Linked DNA regions of Mus musculus: all the other regions are linked to region 1. Evidence: chromatin contacts called from public Hi-C and HiChIP or PLAC-seq data. All regions are on one chromosome and are shown on one strand. The core of a region is the stretch at or near the end of the contact, and the rest is flanking DNA. Distances in the headings are between cores, read along the strand shown. Region 1 overlaps Orc4 (origin recognition complex, subunit 4). Region 2 overlaps Mbd5 (methyl-CpG binding domain protein 5). Region 3 has its middle 18 kb from the start of Gm25215.

Region 1 (4,574 bases), core at 2,050-4,549:
AAGACTTGGAAATGAAACCACACTTACGATCACTTGATCTTTGACAAAGGCGCCAAAAATTACAGTGGAAAACAGAAAGCATCTTCAATAAATTAAATGGCTGGTCTAGCTGGCTGGCTGTATGTAGAAAAATGAAAAAATTTGTGACCTTGCAAAAAGCTGAAGTCCAAGTAGATCAAGCACCTTAACATAAAAACTGACACACTGAATCTTTCTAGAAGAGAAAGTGGGAAAGAGCTTTGAACTCATTGGCACAGGGGGAAACCTGAACAGAACTCCAGTGGTTCATGCTCTAAGATCAAGAATTGATGGGCTGGTGAGATGGCTCAGTGGGTAAGAGCACCCGACTGCTCTTCCGAAGGTCCAGAGTTCAAATCCCAGCAACCACATGGTGGCTCACAACCATCCGTAACGAGATCTGACTCCTTCTTCTGGAGTGTCTGAAGACAGCTACAGTGTACTTACATATAATAAATAATGAAATCTAAAAAAAAAAAAAAAAAAAAAAAAAGAACCTAAGTTAATCACCAAAAAACCCCAAACACCAATCAAAAAATGGGGTATAGAATTAAACTGAGAATTCACAACTGAGGAATCTTGAATAGCTGAGAAACACCTAAAGAATGTCCTCCACCCAATGTGATCAGAGAAATGTAAATCAAAATGACCCTGAGAGTCCACCTTACACCAATCAGAATGGATAAGATCAAAACCTAGGTGACAACATACATTAGAAAGGATACAGAGAAAGAGAAATACTCCTCCAATCTCGGTAGGATTGGAAACTGGTACAACCACTCTGGAAATCAATCTGGAGGATCCTCAGAAAATTGGAAATAGCTGTACCTGCCAGCTATTTCACTCTTGGAAATATACCCAAAAGATGCCCCACCATGCCTTACGTGTGATAGCCAGAAGCTGGAAACAACCTAGATGTTCCACAACAGAAGAATAGACACAGAAAATGTGGTTTATTTACACAATGGAATGCTACTCAGCTATTAAGAACGAAAGAATTACAGGGCTGAGTGGTGGTGGTGCATGCCTTTAATCCCGGCACTTGGGAGGCAGAGGCAGGTGGATTTCTGAGTTTGAGCCCAGCCTGGACTACAGAGTGAGTTCCAGGACAGCCAGGGCTACACAGAGAAACCCTGTCTCGAAAAACCAAACAAACAAATAAAACAACAACAACAACAACAAAATTACAGGGATGGAAATGGCGAGCAGCCTGAGGAAAAGAAGGTCCTGAAACAGGCCCAAAGTGAGATCCAGCTCAAGGGGAGGTCTCAAGGCCTGACACTATTATTAAGGCTATGGAGCACTCACAAAAAAGGAACCTAGCATGACTGTACTCTGGAAGACCCAACAAGCAGCTCTGAAAGTCAGATATTCGCACCCAACCCAGTGGACAGAAGCTGCTGTCCCCTATGACTGAATTAGGGAAAGCTGAAAGAAGCTGAGGAGGAGGGTAACTCTGTAGGAGGACCAGCAGTCTCAATTAATCTGGACCCCCGAGATCTCTCAAACACTGGACTACCAAACAGGCAGCATAAACTAGCTGATATGAGGCCCCCAACACACATACAATAGAGGACTTCCAGGTCTGTGTTCATTCAAAGATGGTGCACCTAACCCTCAAGAGACTGGAGGCCCCAGGGAGTTTAGAGGTCAGATGGGGTGGGGCTAGGGCATCCACATGGAGGTAGGGGGTTTGGGGAGGTGTGGGATGTGGAGCATTCAGAGGGTGGATGGGGAAAGCGGAATGGAATATGGAGTATATAACATAAATTAATTTTAAAAATGCTGCTAGATAGTAAGTTAACTATAGCTTGTAACTCGTAACATGTATAATGTCTAAGTAAGCATGTGAAATGAGAGGAACTGAAGTCAGTGTTCTCAACCCTTCTAATGCTGTTGTCATGACCCCCAGACAGTATTTTCATTGCCATTTCCTAACTGTAATTTTGCTACTGTTATAAATTATACTACAAATATCTGATATGAAGGATGGTCTCAGCTTACCCCTTTGATCTCTGTAGAAGCGTTGTTCAACCCCGATATGGGTTGCAAACCACAAATTGATAACTACTGAACTAAATGATTCCTTTCTAGGCACCAGTATCATTGTGATTGCATTTTGGCCTCATTATCGAGTGCTAACATTCTCAAACCTACTAAGGACATACAAACAGCTACTGTTCCTGATCAGAGAGACATTAAGCACACCAGTGTGGAATTCTGCACAGCCTACAAAAAAATTCACAAAAAAATCTGAGGTAACAAAATGCTATGAGATTTGCTACCATTAACAAAAATTCAGATATCTTCATGATTTTGTTTAAGAACTTCAAGAAACATGATGTACAATGGAGCAAAATTCTATTTGATGAACTACAGTATTATCAAGCTGCTGTGATGAGTGGAAGGACTGAGTTCTCATCCTTTCCAATGAGAACAAATGCTCTTACAGGCTGAGCCATTTCTCCATCCAATTATTGTCTATTTTTAAGGTGGAACTAAATGCAAATGAACTTCGAGTATTTCTCATCTTCTTACAATATACTGAAAAACATAACCATGAGATGAAATTATTATTGTTTTGCCTCAACATTTTACAGGGAAGACAGACATAGATTAGATCATTTTATGTAGTTATTAAAATTACTAAATAAATGCTGGAGAGAGCCTCATTATACTACTATCTCCAACAAGAATTGATTTTCTACAATAAAATTTTCTTTTTTAAAAAGGTACTGGCTCCAGAAATGTATTTTTTTGTTTTTTACCTGAATGATCCTAACAAAGTAAAACAAGCAAAAGGGTTAATAAGCCATGATATGCATGAAAAATTTCAGTAATCTTAGGTTATTTAGGAAGTCAAATAGCAAAGAGAGAAAAACAAATACCTCAAATGTTTTTAAATGTATTATAGTGACAACTGCTGAATTATAGGGACAAGATGGAAAGATCTAAATTTAGTATACACACCAATTTATTTTCTACTAAAGAGAAGTTGTAAGTTACTTGTATAAATAAGTAGTGGAAAGGCAATGATTAATAAAGCAAACTCTAAGCAAATATTAAGAACCTGTACTTGGGTGCTGGGAAGATGGCTAAGAGTGAAACGGCCCCTGAAGTCAAGGCTGAGGATTTGTATTCAATTCCAGGAACCCACGGCACTAGGAGGAGACCCAGCTCCTCCAAGGTGCCACTGGGCAGTCACATGTCCACCATGGCATGCACCTTCCAAATAAGTAAGAAGGAACTGCAAAGAAAAAAATCTTGCTTCCGAGAATGGAGAAAAGAAGGAACTGAGAAGCTGCTCCAGTGTTAGTCAGTAATGACAGAAGTTACAAATACAAGGCTACAGGGATGATAAAGCAAAAGCAAACACTAAAGTGAAATTTTAAAAAGAAGGGTTTCTTGCTGACATAGCAACTGTTTTTATACCTATTCTTTGGTTTTTCTCTCTCTATATATATTTCTATAAATATATATGAGCATGATTCAACATAAAAGAAATACAGAATTAGAAAAATATGCATAAGCTACTCATGAATGTTTGTATATGGAACGTGTTTGAGGCCAGAGGTTAAGACTGGGTGTTAGGCTCAACTGCTCTCTGGTTTACAGTTTTTAAGACAGGGATTCTCAGGAACAGTGAGCCGGTTCAGAAGGTAAAGACACTTTCTACCAAGCCTGAGGTCCTTAGTTTGATCCCCAGACTCACATGGTAGAAGGAGAAAAGGGACTCCTAAAAGTTATTCTGTTGTTCACATACATGCTACAGTACATGTACCTTTTACATACCTATTGCATCCACATACAAAAAAAAGGACAGAAACAGCAAGACTCTCACTGAGCCCAAGGGTTGCTTATTTAGCTAGATAGGCTGGCTAAGAAGGCACAAAAATTCTGTATATATCTCCCCAGTGCTTGTTTAAAGTGGCCCACATCTATGTGTGTTGAAGTCTGAATTCAAATCTTCATGATATTTTCACCCAAAGGATTATTTTCTTATGTATATGTGTCATGCTTTGCATATATATGAGTGTGTGTGTATATGTGTGTAGGCCTGAGTTTGAGGTCAAGAGTATTCATCATGGCTTCCCATCTTTCTTGTTCATTGAGGCATAGATTCTCAATTTAACCCCCAAGTCCACCAATTAGACTAGTTTGGTCAGATAGCTTGCGCTAGAGATACATGGTAGGTCTTAGACTTCTGGGATTGCAAGTGGGTTGTCAGGCCCATTCCCTTTAGGCAAATAAGTATATTTTGAGGACTTGATTTTGTTCCTCCCATCTGACAAGCTCAGCTCCAGTTCCCTATCCGTTTCTTTAAAGAAAGATGTGTTTCTTTTAGCCTGGTGATAGCTTCTTATTTGGGGAGAAGATAAGTAGAGTAAGTATCAATGATAAATACAAAAGAATGATCTCAAAGCACATGAAGTATACCAAAGAGTATTTAAAAACATGTCAAAGACAGAAATTTCAGAGAAAAGCAATAAAGTGAAAATTTCATAAAAAAACAGAGGGAGGATTGTTAAAAGATGAATTAACCAACTGAAAGAACA
Region 2 (4,040 bases), core at 1,241-3,740, 390 kb after region 1:
AATTACATAATGATAAAGGACTTTACCTTTTCATGTAAAAATTTATGAAGTACTATATACACACAGTTGTCATAATACCTACTTCATGAGATTGTTCTGAAGATTAAATGAGACAACACATAAAGATCTAACACAATTCTTCGCAAATATAAGCCTTTCAATAAATAAGAAGTACTTTTGCTCTTAAAATTCAATAGAGAGCTGGCAGGAAGCTCTGTAGCTTTGTAAAGATGCTTTCTGAGTTCAGCTCTGGGTTTCACATGGTGGGAGAGAACCAAGTCTCATAATTGGTCTTTTGATCTCAACACCATGGCGCGTACACAGAATCAATCAATCAATAAATAAGTGTATATATATATATATATATATATATATATATATATATATGGCTTATATACTCATAAATAAATAAATAATATGAATATTTACTTATATATATATTTAAAGAGATTCAAGGGAAGAGAGCAAGGTTCCTTGATGGATTTTTTTTAAATGAAATGTTTAATCTTTTTTTTTCTTAGCTAAATAGAACTATTTAGGTGTAGTCTATTTTAATCCATAATATGTTATAATCAAAATACATAAAAATGAAATATCCTTGACACTTAAATACATACGGGGACTGAAATACAGAAATATTTCTGTAGTTATGAACACTAGCTGTTCTTCTAGAAGACTGAGGCTCAATTCCTAGCACCTACATGAAAGCTAACGACCATCTATAAACCCAGTCCCAGGGCATCCAACACCCCAACACTAGGCATGTTCATGCTGTACAAACATACTTGTAAACAAGACACTCAAACAACATAAGTACAATTTTTTTAATTTTGAAAAAATTAAATGCCTGTGTCTCAGTCAAAATGACAGATTAAAGATAAACCTACTGAATGCACTGCAGAAGTGTGATGTTGTTGGGCAGTTTCCCTGTGGATGACTTCATCAGGATTCTCACCAAATAGCCAAACGTAGATGGTTCCAGAGACCTGGACTTGAGTTTCCTCTCAGCCACCGGGGATCACACTTAGCAAACTCCTCCCTGGACAAACAGCACAGTGACTCACACTAAAAGATGCAGGGCTCCCTAACCCTGGAATGGCAGGAGGTATATATGTAAAAATGCCATGCACTGGGGAGAAGGAATGAAAGATTTATATCAAGTACCATGATGTCCCAAATAAAGATACAGGAACACTGATGTAGTGATGCATGCCTTCCATCCTAGCATTGTGAGTTAGTTCCAGGTCGACATTGGCAAGACCCTATCTCAAAATAGTAGTAGTGATGATGGTGGTGGTGGTGGTGGTGATGGTGATGATGATACAGGAGCAGGAACAGATGAATTGTGTATCATGACAGCTTTTTATATGTATAAGTACATAAAGCGATTCTGTCCATGGTGTATCATATAAAACATGAGCTAGGGAGACATAGGGGAGTGAGTGTGACTGAGAATAGTGACCACGTAGAAATACTAGATTTATCTTTTTGATTAAAAGAATACTTAATAAGAACATGTCATTTATTAACAACCCATTCTGGAGAGTGGGTATGTTGGGATTACTTTGTTCCCTGAACTTCTCTGCATTTGCAGGGTGGGGAAGATCATTAAGAGCATGCTGGAGGGAATTGTTGGTAGTGTCCTTACAACTGGTTTAAGTTAGTAGGTTGATCTATCCTTCCAATAGAACTGACTTAACTGCACAGTTGTTTTAATAAGATATAGGACCATTTATGTTCACTGTGGACAAATCCACTTAGCAAATATGTGGAGCCTTCATGGTGTGCCTAAAAGTGTAATACTCAAAGATGAACAACTAAGTGTCTGTAAAGCACAGGGAAAACAAAATAGAGGAGTTATCAGGTCGTTTTCTATAGTGGATAAAGCCTTGGGAACACTGTGGTAAGTGGAGAGACTTCACCTGAAGGCATTACACTGAAGTTAACGTGCGTTTTCTCCCACGGCTGCAAATTTCCAACCTCCATGTAGACACCGAGATAGATAGATAGGACTTAACTCTTGGGAAGCCATGGTAACAGATAGCTCACTATAGGAGTTTCCTGACTTCAGGGCTTTCCTGTCAGTTGTCCTGATGGGATGAATGCTAGCAGATTGCCTGCATATTTAGAAGATTGTGGCGTAAGATTTACATATGTACATGAGAAATAAGGTAGGGTAGGCAAAGAATGTATAGCCACAGAGAACTGCCTGACTGTCCTAACCGGCACAACAGCTTCATCGATATCGTTTTTTTAAAAATGGCACATATGGGATGTTACTCATGGAATGCTGATCGGAAAGCAATAGTCAGAAGCTTCTGAGACAGTCCTTGTGTGTCTGTTGAAAGGATCACGTCATTTCGGTTTAAAGGGAACTGTGGCGAAACCAGCCTCCGAGCCTCAGGTGTAACGAGGTAATAAGCTGTTCTTAGCCACGCACCAAAATGTAGCTTTCGTTTTGCTCAATTGTGCTTAGCTGAGATGATCCAGAAAGGGTGGAGGGAGCTCCCTAGTGGCCAGAACTTGCAGTTCAGCCTCGGTGTCCTGGCCACGGCCTGTTTCCTGGTAGGAAGCACAGCTTTGGAGACCACAGAGCTCCTGACCCAGTCCTCTTCATGAAATGCAGAAGAAACACACAGTGGAGGGGACTTCCTGTGCTAACCTTAGCGGCCGTGTTACTTTAATGGTTAGCGTTCAGTGCTGGGAACCCCAGGACGATGCTCTATCGCCTGAACTTCCCAGATGTGAATCTAGATTGACTTTCTCTGGTAGAATTGATATTTTTGTCTTCTGATTAGGGAATTAAATTGAGGCTTTTGTTTCTTTAATTTGTTAATTTGGTATGTTGTTTTCATTGCTTCCAGAAGTGGGAAACTAAATAACCATTTAGAAGCTGCTATTCACGAGGCCATGAGCGAACTGGACAAAATGTCTGGGACTGTAAGTCAATTTATTTTTTTCCATTATTCTAGTTTCTTTGAAAATAAATTGCATTAACACTTTTTTTTTGTTAAAAAAATCTCTTGAACATTGTAAAGCAACTCTCATAGCAATACTAAACTGCCAGGCAAGCAAAAGACTGGCGGCAGAAAAGAATTTAAGGGAAGGGAGCCTGTATTAGCTATGGATTTTTTTTTTCTGAGATAAGTAACTTTTGTTTTCTTAAAAAGGTTCATTAAGTGGCAGCAGCAGTATGGTGAGGTCCCAACCCCAACTTTCTGAGTTTGACTGTGAGTTGCAGTGACCATCACTATAGCCAAAATATTCAGCAATGCAACCTCACTCCATACATTAAAAAAAAAAAAAGTAGGATTAAAAAGATTGGTCAATTTAGAGAGTATATTAACTTCTTATTTTCCTTCTGCTACCTTAAAATTGAGATGATTTGTGCATATTTCTGTTACTAGTAACTGTAAATCTCATGATTAAGGAAGAGATGTGCTTTCTCTTCACACTTTGTTTGACCTATGCATCCATTAGTTTGAGATGAGAGGTATAAAGCTCTCTCTCCATCACATACAGACTCAAACACATAAATATAATGTTAGTAATCTCTTTAAAATAAGCATTATTTCAGGCTGCATAGCAATGACAAGCCATTTACTTAGGCCATCTGAAACTTACAACCCATCCATTGGCTGCTTCATGATGGGTAACAGTTAGGGAGCCTCAAGATGTTGCCATTGGCACAGGTCATAGACATGTGTTAATCTAACCTATGATTGGATTTTGCCAGGAAACCTAAGTTTCCTGGTAAACTTGTAGCCATCAACTACAGTATCCTCTAGAACCAGGCATGTGTGTGTGTGTGTGTGTGTGTGTGTGTGTGTGTGTGTAGTCTGTCAGTAAAGAGGATCAGGAATGAGAGCAACAATTCTAGAATTGAGAGTTGCCAACAAAAATGTGCCTGCTGCTGAGCCTGTTGAAACATAGGCCATGGCTCACTTGATTCTGGTGCCTGCAGAGGAAGGTGTAACTCTACTTGGCCACTTCCAGACCTAGATCCCTTCTTTGTGGAGTGCCCACCGCTCCTTGAGACC
Region 3 (4,167 bases), core at 1,463-3,962, 490 kb after region 1:
CCAGAGACCTGCTCAGCTGGGTATTTGGGAAGATGCACAGAGTACGGGATGCCAAACGCATCCTTCCTGCAGCTACTCAGCTACTTACCCCGAAACAGTAACTACCATTTTTCTAATATTTCTCAGAGGTTGAATGGGCTCAGTGAGGTTGTTCTCATGGAAATGGATAAAACAAGAATCATCCTGAGGTCACCCGCCCACACATCTTTGTCTGGGCAGGAGACCAGATGGGTGCAGATGGGTGCAGGAAGTAGTGAGGCTCCTTGGGCATCTGTACCTACCTAATATCTTCTTTGCATCGGCTTCAAGGTGGCTGAGGGCTCCAAAGATAGGTGTCCCTAAAGCCAGGAGCAAGGATTCCCAATGTCTCTGTCTACTTTCAGTCAATATAACAAAATACTCGAGACTGGATGATTAATGTAATTTGGGTTTTTGAAACAGGATCTTGCTAGGTAGCCCAGACTGGGCTCAAACAAACTCACACCAATACTTCTGAGTATCAAAGTTACAGTCACTCAGTGTTACTCACAAAGAAGTTTGGCGCATGGTTCTGGAATCTGGTTCATCCAAGAGCATGACATTAGCGCCTAATGAGGACTTTGTTGCTAGCTTGTGTCTCTCTCCTCTTCTAAAACCACTGATGTCACTATAGGACACTCTCATGACTTCAACTCCAGATATCACTGACAAGAGTTTGGGAATGACATTTCCAATATGAAAACCTTTAAGAGCTCTGTGCAAACCATAGCAATTTCCTTTTGTGGTTAGGCTTGGAAGTTACATCTCATCTCTGAGGTTTTATTTCATGTGTGAAGGCAAACACAAAAGTCAGACCAGGTTTGAAAAGAAGGAACATAGGTTCCATCCTCTCTCTCTCTCTCTTTCTCTCTCTCTCTCTCTCTCTCTCTCTCTCTCTCTCTCTCTCTCTCTCTCTCTCCCTCTTACATTTTTAAAATAGAGTCTCACTATGGATGCCCTGGAATTCATTATGTAGACTAGGCTGTCCCTGAACTCACAGAGCTCCTCCTGGCTCTGTATATGGAGTGCTGGGATTAAAGGCCTGCATTGCCACGCTTGTCTAGACACCTTCTCTTGATGAGGGGCAGAGGAGAGGGTCTGAAAGAGAGTGTGGGATGGGAAACTTTATAATGGTCAACTTAGAAATTATAATTAGTCACACAGAGGGCCCAACGGTCTAGCAATGATGGGATGTTATCACACCAAGTTTGGCTTGATGCCCAGGAAGAAGAAACTGAACAGCTGAAGGAGCCAAGTAATAAGAGATGGAATCTAGAGAGATAAGGCCACTGAAAGATCACAGTATCAAGGGCAGAAGAGGTGAGGTAGGAAATGCTCACTCTCTGTGTTCTCTCATGTCTGATCTTACGTTGCTGTCTTTCAACAAGAAACTTGAGGGTGAGATGGTCATGATGGAACACACTTATTATTACAGCATTGGGAAGGCAGAGACAGGAGACGAGGCCAGTCTTGGCAATGCTGTCAGACCTTACCTACACACACACACTCACACACACTCACACATGTACTCACACACTCATACACACACACACACTCACACACAGTCACACACACACTCACATACACACACATGCACTCACACACTTACATACACACACACATGCACTCACACACACACTCTCACACACACATGCACACACACTCGTATGCACACACACTCGAATGCACACACACTCGCATGCACACACGCACTCACACACACACACTCACACACACAGACTGAAGATGTAGTTCAGTAATGAAGTGCTGCTCTAGCATGCAATAGCACAAAGCCCTGTGCTCCATATCCACACAATATCAAAGAAGGAGAGAGACAGAGAGACAAAGAGTGAGAGACACACAGAGAGGTAGAGATGCTGAGAGACAAAGAGACAGAGACAAAGGGGGGAGGGAGAGCTGAATGGGAAGACATGGCAGGACTAGGAAGGCGGTGTGCAAATTTGAAGACTAACCTATATAGCAAAACCCTGGAAAGAGAGGAAGAAAAGAAACGTTGAGAGAGAGAGAGAGAGAGAGAGAGAGAGAGAGAGAGAGAGAAGAAAAGCTAACAATTTTTAAATTTATAAATTATTTATTTATGGCACTTGCCACTTAATAATTTCCAGGCTGACATTAACCATGAGTAACGGAAACCACAGAAGGCAGACCACAGGATAGAGGGGCTACTGAACAGGAGAGGATGAGCCAGGCTATAAAACTCTCCTTAGAAGACAGGATGAGGAAGCAGTAAATGAGGCCAAGCAAAGCCGAATCTGGGGCTGAAGCCGAGGAGCACTGAGAGAAATTACAAGGTGCCACTGGGTCTATGCATGAGCAGAAAGGCCAAAGGAAACAGAAACTACGAGATGAGGAAGCAAACACTAAAAAAAAAAAAAAGGCAGAAATAACAAGATGAGGAAGAACAGCTTAGTGTTGACGGTAGGAACTGGACGAATGTGACAGTTCCTCTCTCCCTCGCCTGACTCCACCGCGGTTCTCATGCCCTTGGTGGCTAGGATGTGTGGTTCTTCTTGGGTCCCTTGATCCTTTATAGACCACTCCAGAGGCAAAAGAACCACTGCTCTCAATGCTTGTTGCAGTGATCCGAATGGGTCTTTGTCAGTTAAATGACTCAGCCTCATTTTGAATGATCTTGTTGCAGCAGCTCTACCTACCTCTGAAGCATGGTTGCTTCCGTCTTTGTGCCTGCTTCCTGGATGTGCAGGAAGTGAGGTGGTGGTGCACATCTTCCTTTACATATTGCTTATATGGCTTGCTAAATTCCACACCTCGAATAAGCCATGACCCTAGAGGGACCCTGCCATACTCTTTCTAACTTTTTCACCTGGCAAATGAACATGGAAACAGGATGGCTCTGCTGCGTCTTAGAAATCTCAGAGTTTGCTGATCCCAAATAATAACAATACCGTAGAGTACTGTGGGCAAGAACACCGTTCCTTTCTGAAGTTGACTTTGTCGTGATGAACACTTGTTAGGGACCAGCTCACTCCCTAAAAATTGTTTCTGAACCTGCTTAAATCTTTCCAGCAGACAGAGAGAATATGTATATTTAAAAAATGTATCTGATGTCAAGTGCCATTCTCATTCCCTTTGAATAGTAAGAAAAAAGTATTTTTGAGCAGTTCAGATATTTAGCTCTGAAAATTAGCCAGTAAGGAGCTACTTGTATAATGTTCAGCATATTTATTTATTTATTTATTTTACAGACTCTCTTTTGAAATAAATCAGACAGAGGTTCCTTTCAGTTCCAGTGGGAGTTTTCAGCAAAAGGAGAAAGGAAGACTTCATACTCTCTAAACGGCATCAGAAGCCATTCATAGACTTCCTCGAGGTCTCTGCCTCTTCCCAGTGCCAGGACCCTGAATGACTTCTCACTATTGCCATTGTCCCTCTTAGGCACCAGCCTGGCAGCTGAGCCTCTGAAGATTCTAGCCTTTGGAGTATGGGAAGACGTTAGCATCAGACAAGTTCAAAGGCTCCATAGAGAAGTGAACTGCTCATGAGGAGATGAGGGCACAGGGCTGTCTGCACACACTCCTGAGCCCTGTTTCCTGTGTCCCATGCCTAGTTTTCCTGCATGAAGTCTGGAAAAATCTGTCACGGGAGCAGACAGAGAAGCAGGCTTCTCTTTGCAAAGTGTAGTAGGTTGTTTTCACAGCATCCACGATCATTTCCATCACTCCTTAGTGTCTTCATCATGTTTGCAGCCATGAATGAATTTCCCAAATACCATTTCTGGTAAGATTTCTGAGTGACTCAGGATGAAATAACTCATGAAAAACCCTAAAAGGGTCCCTGGGATGTTGTGCCTAGAGAACTTGAAAGGGAGGTTCACCTATGCTTGCCGCCTCTACTACGGTAGCTGAACAAATCCCCGTTCTGTATTTATCTTACCCCCTGTACTGACTGGTTTTATGTGTCAACTTGACCCAGGCTGGGGTTATCACAGAGAAAGGAGCTTCAGTTGAGGAAATGCCTCCATGAGATCCAGCTGTAAGACATTTTCTCAATTAGTGATCAAGGGGGAAAGGCCCCTTGTGGGTGGGACCATCTCTGGGCTGGCAGTCTTGGGTTCTATAAGAGAGCAGCCTGAGCAAGCCAAGGGAAGCAAGCCAGTAAGGAACATCC

What was found. A called contact is a pair of places that touch in the nucleus more often than the background predicts. HiChIP or PLAC-seq counts read pairs in DNA pulled down with a chosen protein or histone mark.
Region 2: a contact with region 1 is called in a Hi-C map of bone marrow-derived macrophages, with 22 read pairs. The contact joins two enhancer-like sites. A contact is called at or near these places in 5 of 15 datasets of contacts at CTCF or cohesin (the NIH/3T3 cell line, hippocampal excitatory neurons, large pre-B cells and 1 more), 102 of 484 Hi-C or Micro-C datasets (the 3T3-L1 cell line, the AML12 cell line, the AtT-20 cell line and 67 more), 24 of 115 datasets of contacts at active chromatin or transcription factors (the 230-238 cell line, CD8 T cells, the HPC-7 cell line and 18 more) and 4 of 9 other capture datasets (adipose tissue, embryonic stem cells, liver and 1 more).
Region 3: a contact with region 1 is called in an H3K27ac HiChIP or PLAC-seq map of microglia, with 8 times the contacts expected there. The contact joins two enhancer-like sites. A contact is called at or near these places in 1 of 39 promoter capture datasets (cranial neural crest), 3 of 484 Hi-C or Micro-C datasets (cerebral cortex, cortical neurons and ventral hippocampal neurons) and 1 of 115 datasets of contacts at active chromatin or transcription factors (microglia).

The regions. Positions count from the first base shown.
Region 1 is chr2:48,921,687-48,926,260 of GRCm38.p6, forward strand. All of the region lies in intron 8 of Orc4 (origin recognition complex, subunit 4), which reads right to left. Among named protein-coding and RNA genes, the nearest start is that of Orc4, 25 kb to the right of the region's middle. Within about 2 kb of position 3,300, at least 12 of the 459 cell types and tissues checked have an H3K27ac peak or open chromatin away from gene starts, as enhancers often do. A contact at or near this core is called in bone marrow-derived macrophages and microglia, where this site is marked.
Region 2 is chr2:49,310,786-49,314,825 of GRCm38.p6, forward strand. It overlaps Mbd5 (methyl-CpG binding domain protein 5), which reads left to right. Exons shown (of 17, transcript NM_029924.2): 16 at 2,865-2,940. Among named protein-coding and RNA genes, the nearest start is that of Gm25215, 86 kb to the right of the region's middle. Within about 2 kb of position 2,491, at least 94 of the 459 cell types and tissues checked have an H3K27ac peak or open chromatin away from gene starts, as enhancers often do. A contact at or near this core is called in bone marrow-derived macrophages, where this site is marked.
Region 3 is chr2:49,414,814-49,418,980 of GRCm38.p6, forward strand. No RefSeq gene overlaps it. Among named protein-coding and RNA genes, the nearest start is that of Gm25215, 18 kb to the left of the region's middle. Within about 2 kb of position 2,713, at least 120 of the 459 cell types and tissues checked have an H3K27ac peak or open chromatin away from gene starts, as enhancers often do. A contact at or near this core is called in microglia, where this site is marked.